2 separate regions of the Drosophila melanogaster genome follow, and region 2 is linked to region 1. A link is a contact called in public Hi-C data. All regions are on one chromosome and are shown on one strand. The core of a region is the stretch at or near the end of the contact, and the rest is flanking DNA. Distances in the headings are between cores, read along the strand shown. Region 1 holds the start of CG32052. Region 2 holds the start of Taf2 (TBP-associated factor 2).

Region 1 (3,278 bases), core at 510-3,009:
TTCTATGAACAAACCAACATACCAGCATAGGATTGCATTGTTGGGAACTTAATTAGTGTTAGATTGAAAGTATTAAAGCCAAGCCAAGTTTTACGCTGGCCCAAAAAGAAAAGAAAATCACAACAGCAAAAGCAAGGAAAAACAAAACTATAACAATACAAATACAAATACGATATATTTGTTGCGACATTCTGGTGTGAAAGCGTTAACGAACTACCTGCAATTAGAATTTAGAGACAAGCCACACACAAATCTACACACACACCTGAATCACCCAGAGCATATATATAGCATTATACATATTTGTATAATATATTTGCGGTGTCTGCACTTTTGTGATTGAAAGCGGTTGAAGCTGCAGAAGAAGGCGGAATCGTGTACCTAAATTGCAACTGAAATCAAGAGACAAATTAGATTATTAGCCAGAATGACTTGGTGGAGCAGAGAACAAAAATCATATTTTTGAGGCCAACAAAATCGGTTGCTGGTATATCAAATTTTAGCATCGTTACCTCTGACTTGTCAGAATTAGACAAATATCCTTCCCACGGAAAGGAGCGTCACACAATGATTGCATCACACGCAAAAGAAACCAACGAGCGGAACAAGTTATTAACTCGGTTGGAGACTCGCATGTATTATTAGCAATAATTGCATTTGCATATACACAAAACTATTATAAATTTGGCTTAGACCTATCAAATCGAAGCAATCCCAGCGTGGAAAACTAAGAGGAACCCGTAAACTATTTAACTTCAACTGGCGTAGTGATAATTAGTGTCAAACACACACAAAAACCTCCCCTTTAAGATCGAACGAACAATTGTTTATAACAAAAAAATCGTTTTAAGCACTTCAACCGGAGCTTTCTTTTAAAGTAAATGCTTCGCGTTTGAAGTGGCCGCTGTAAGTTTGCCTTCTTTGTACTTGTAGTCAGGATATTGAAAAACAACAAAAAAAAAAAAACACAAAAAACCAACACAAACACATTGTACTTATACATGACTATGTTATATACACCCGCATATACTATATAGTTCGATTCAATGATTATTCGTTCGGAGCAGCGTTGAGCTAAGGCCAAACCCAAACTATTTTTATGTAACTTGTATGTATGAACTTGTACTTATTTCTAAGTAGTTGTTGTCTAGTATTGTTTATTCAAATTCAAATAAAAATTTAAAAATCTTAAGAAGCTGTTTGATTTTATGGGAAAGAGATAAGGGGGGTTATAATGTATGTAAATATATAGTATAGTCTTTGATTCCTACTTTCTATTTATTTTTGATGAGCTATTAACATCTAATTCTACGATGGGAGAATTCTAAATGATATCCAATAATACGGAAAACTAAACCCTTTCAAGCCTCACCAATCGAATTATCAACATCAAAGCGTTACGCGCAGCTTAGTGTAAATGGCGCTTGGCAATTAAGCATACAAATTAGCCGAGTCAAACTTTTAGCCAACAAGTTGAACAAATCTTAATTTTATTTCCGACATTCCGGCATTTTCACCTTTCGCGACCTAAGGGGGTCCTGCCCTGCCCTGCCCCAACCCATTCCGAAATACCCCACGGCAGATGGACCGCCGCACATGGGGCAACTTGCCGCTCAAAGCTTGAAAAGGACTCAAATGCCAGGGGGAAAAGCGCTCAAAAGCTGTGTGCCCCACTGGAAAAGCTGTCCCAAAGAAATTCCGAACTCGACTCAAAGCGCTGACTGTGGGCCAATGCAATGATAACACCAAGTAGGCTACTGACAGTTGAAGACGAGCGTCCGTGAGCCACACACTTCTCGGATTACGACGCCGCCATCTCTAGATGTTCGTCAATTTACGTACTTCGTACTCCGTGTGAATCCGCATTAAGTTGGCGCGTTTTTATTGCCACGAATCCGGCCAAAAAAAAAAAAAATAAGAAAAGAAGAAAAGTGTCTCATCACGGGGCAAGTGAAATGTACGCATCGCATCCACATCCACATCCACATCCGTATTCGTATTCGCATCCGCTCGTCCCGGTTTCCATCATAACGTGACAACAATTTTGATTTGGTTGTGGTGCGCGAGTGTTTGTGCCGTAACTAAATACGGGTTTATTGTGGTTTTGCTGCTTGTGCTTCTGTTGCTGCTGCCAGTTTGCCATTTTGCCATGTCATTTGCCACTTTTTTGTTGCCACCCAATTCATTTGCCATAATAAATGCAAATTCGAAGAGCTTGTCACCCACAAAGCGCCGAGAAAAACATACACATACCCATACACACGCACATTACCGTAAGAGCACAAACACACACTCACTCATACACACAAACACACACACACACACTCACACATCGCGAATCGTGTATTTGTGCTAAAGAAAATTGCAACAGCCAAGCGCCTGAGGATATGCCACAGAAATGCACGACACATTACACATACGCCTTGTTGCACACAAATTATGTAATATCGCATTAGGAGACCCCCCGCTCGACAATGCCAGCGAACTGGACTTCTGTTGGCATATTGATGGTTACGCTCGTTGAGCTTCTTAAGCGATAATCGAATGCACTGAAGCAAGCCAATTTCGAGCAGAAACCTAAACATTCGCATCCTTGGAGTTCATTGGGCACATCAAATCAAAGAAACAACTTGCAATATTGCAATCATTCCAATCTTCAATCAGGGGCACAATAACCTCACCAAAACGAAGCTGAAGCTTTCTTAATATATGGTTTTATATGTATTTTAACAGACAATGTATTTCTCTATTCTAGGATATGTTGTTAACTGAGCATTTTGAAAGTTAGCAGAGAAGCGTTTGTTTATCGACCTCAAGATATAATGTATTTCAGTTCGAATTTAGCAGTTGACATATTTAAAGCGCACTTGCACTTATCTCATTAAATATTTATAAGTTTTCCGAAGGGATGATTGATTGGCTGTTAATTTGTGGCAAAAATATCTTGGCTTAAGCAAGTGAGCAAGATATACACAATGAAATGATACTAACGATACTTAAAAACGTGTTCAAACTCTTGTCAATATTGTAAAAAATATTCAAAAAAGGCAAACAACATTCTCTTTCATTTAGGAATTTGGTCAGATGACCATTTGAATAATTTTTTAACCATTTATCAAAACTGAAAGCTGCCCAAACGCCTCTCTGCAAAATCTTAGCAGTTTTTCATTCAATCCCATTAAAAATGTGAATGGCATATCATTTTTGCTCTGTGTACCTATGGGATTGACTTGAGATTCGGGGAGTGGCACTGTTGTTGAGCATTCGAGGTGGTGGTG
Region 2 (3,278 bases), core at 284-2,783, 100 kb after region 1:
ATCTCCTGCTGTTTGCTGGAAGCCGCCGATTGATTTGTGCCCGAAACAGGCAAAGGAGCTGGCGGCTGACTGCAATCGAGAATAATGCCGCCATACTGCTCCTCGTAGCGAACGACACGCGCCAGTTCAGATTGCACCCAAGCACGGTACTCGTTGTTGCCGAAGCACTTCCTGGAATACAATCCACACAGGTACTCCGCAATGCCCTTGGCCAGCCAGGTGTCCGACCAATGATGGGATGTAATAAAGCAGCCGAAGAATTGCTCAGCCACAGCGCGCGACATAAAGGTTCGAGATATATAGGTCTGATCGATGATAGCTATGGAGTGCAGCAGATTCACCGAAGCAATGCTCATAGTGGCATAGGCACTTATGTCCGTGTCCAATTCGTCTACAAACACTTGTTTGTAGCAACTGAATGGGTAGCGCGTAGATAAGGTCTCCTCGTAAAATTCAAATGCCTCGTGCAAATAGCGAACCGTATTTTTTAACAGCGGCAACAATCCGGGCAGACAAAAGTGGGTCACTTCATGCATGTGCGGATCCACGTAGATCTCAAACTGACCCACAGCCAGCGCAATATTTGGTGCACATACTGGTGTGCTAACCGAATAGTGGAAGGTTTTCTTTCGCAGATCTGGGGTCATAATGACTTCTAGAAGTTCTCCACACGAAACGGCGGTCATATTTTTGTCGACAGTGAACTCCAGCCGCCAGGTGCAGGGATCGGCGAAACTGTCCACGCAGGGAAACCACAATCTCGACGAGTTTTCATAGCAATTGGTGAACATATGCGAGCTGTTCATCTGTGTCTCCTCGTCCGTTGAAGCGGGTGGTATGACAAAATGTACGCCGCATTTGGGATTCTCCAACGAGAACTCGATGCGGATGCGCAGACCCTGACCCTCCTGGATCATAGAGTAGCCCTCGGGCGGAACCTGGATGAGCAGTTCGCCGTTGTTCACATCGGGATCGGTGTACTGGGCGGCGGTCAGATGATGCTTGGAGTAGACCTCCAGCGCGCGGCTCTTGTGCTCCTTGTAGCAGATGTTCTGGAAGGGATCGAAGTACGTGAAATCCGCCTGGCAGACATCGTTCAAAACGACGCTGTAGATTCTCAGCTGCTTGGCATTCAGGCGTATCAGGCGCAGATTCTCGCTGTTCGGCACAATGGTCAGCTCGACCACGCCCTAAAGGGAGGAGGTGTGTTATGTTTTGTACATATTTAAGTGTATCTAAGTTATATCCTTACGATTATGCTCCTCCGCTCGAAACTGATGCCCGTGAGGCTCACAACCTGATGCGCCGTGCTATTCAAAAGGGAGAACTCATTATTTTTGGATTCCTAACAGAGCAGGGTGAATACTTATAATTTAAACGGTCGCAGCGGCACCTCGGGCACCTCAGGTTGCGTTTCCATCGCTCAAATGCCGGTTCTGCGCCAGAATTTATTAACTAATTTGCGTTTGTTATAAAAAAAAACACAGCACTGTTTAACTTCTTCTTCTTCTATTGAAAATGCCGACAGGGCTAAAAAAATACCAAATTCATTCGGATAAAGATGGCAACTCTGCGCGACAATGTAGCCCTGCTCGCCTTTTTTTAACCCTCGAAACGTGTTGGGTCTTCAATATTGACACTAATTTAATAGTTTACGTTCGTAAACAATATAGACTACATAACTACTTCTCTAATACCATAAAAATACATTTTTTAGAAAACTAAAATTTATTAAAAGCTATATTTGTTTTTATTGAAACTGTTTAATAAAACAAAATTAATATTTCTATAATATATTTTCTGAGTTAATAAATGAATTAGAATGTTATAAATATTTCATTCTGCATTTTCAAAGCTTTTTTGATTGCACATGCATATTCAAAGAAAATTTATACAGAACGCGCAAGGGTTAAAGATTATGAATCATTTACCGAGAAAGTTAAATTTGGATACTTCTCCCATTTAAAGCGTACGATTCTCAGCGAGTCAGCAGTTTTACCACGGCAGCGAGTTAATAAACATCTGGATATCATCCAGTTCCGTAGTTTTAGCCGATTTGCAACGCCATTAGTAGTTAGATTTAGGGAAAAACCAGTGCGTGGACGAGGAAAACCACAGCGAAAAACCAGTAAAAATGTACGGCATTGATAATTACCCCAAGAATTATCATGCCAGTGGCATTGGCCTTGTCAATTTGGCGGCCTTGGGCTACAGCAAGAATGAAGTCAGCGGCGGGAACGAAGGAGGAGGAGCTCCCAAACCCAAAGCGGGTCTCTACCCCTCGTTGCCCTATCCATCATCCGAATCCGTGGGCGGAATGCCATATGTGGTAAAGCAGACGAGTCATGCCCAGAATGCTTCGTATGCGGGACCCACCATGGGCATGGGAATGCCCGTGCCAGAAGCCCCCTCAGCGCCGGCTCCATACCCCAGTGCCACGCCATACCCTGGATCAGGACTTTATCCTAGTCTGCCATCAGCCAACGTATCATCGCTGCCGTACCCCACTGCGCCTATGGCGCCCTATCCAACCGGAATGCCCTATCCAACTGGCATGCCGCAGCCCAATCTACCCTATCCGGCGGCTCCGCTCGCACCATATCCATCTGCCATGCCCGGTTTGCCCGGTATGCCAATGCCGTACGCTCCCATGCCAACGAGTCCGGCTCCCCAGCACAATATCGGATTCCCAGCACTACCATATCCCACGGCACCGCCACCGGAAAGTGCTCCAACCCAGGAGGAGGAACCTTCCGTCGGCGTGGCCGAGCTAAGCTTCACCAGCGTGAAGGTGCCCGAGAACCAGAACATGTTTTGGATGGGTCGCAAGGCCACTAGTGCCCGGCAGAACAGCGTAAGCAAAGGCGATTTCCAATCGCTGCGCGACAGTTGCCTGGCTAATGGAACCATGTTCGAGGATCCCGATTTTCCGGCCACCAACGCTTCGCTGATGTACTCACGACGACCGGATCGCTACTACGAGTGGCTGCGTCCCGGTGACATCGCCGATGATCCGCAGTTCTTCGTGGAAGGCTATTCACGATTCGATGTGCAACAAGGAGAACTTGGCGATTGGTAAGACCAAACGCATTAATAACACATAAGTGGACATAAATTCAAAAATTAAATATTCCTTCACAGCTGGCTACTGGCTGCAGCTGCCAATTTGACGCAGGACTCGACGCTCTTCTTTAGGGTAATCCCGCCGGATCAGGACTTCCAGGAGAACTACGCTGGCATCTTTCACTTCAAGTTTTGGCAGTATGGCAAGTGGGTGG

Evidence for each region. A called contact is a pair of places that touch in the nucleus more often than the background predicts.
Region 2: a Hi-C map of the Kc167 cell line shows a contact between it and region 1, with 2.2 times the contacts expected there. A contact is called at or near these places in 11 of 107 Hi-C or Micro-C datasets (the Kc167 cell line, the OSC cell line, the S2 cell line and 2 more).

The regions. Positions count from the first base shown.
Region 1 is chr3L:9,785,287-9,788,564 of dm6, forward strand. CG32052 reads left to right here and starts at 1,760. Exons shown (of 6, transcript NM_001316482.1): 1 at 1,760-1,957. Ae2 (Anion exchanger 2) reads left to right here. Exons shown (of 13, transcript NM_206312.3): 13 at 1-1,180. The coding sequence ends at 30. It overlaps Zasp67 (Z band alternatively spliced PDZ-motif protein 67), which reads right to left. Exons shown (of 8, transcript NM_001274726.1): 8 at 2,647-3,278.
Region 2 is chr3L:9,887,150-9,890,427 of dm6, forward strand. Taf2 (TBP-associated factor 2) reads right to left here and starts at 1,534. Exons shown (of 6, transcript NM_168387.3): 1 at 1,371-1,534; 2 at 1,253-1,307; 3 at 1-1,190. The coding sequence starts at 1,420. CalpB (Calpain-B) reads left to right here and starts at 1,613. Exons shown (of 3, transcript NM_079292.5): 1 at 1,613-3,075; 2 at 3,142-3,278. The coding sequence starts at 2,135.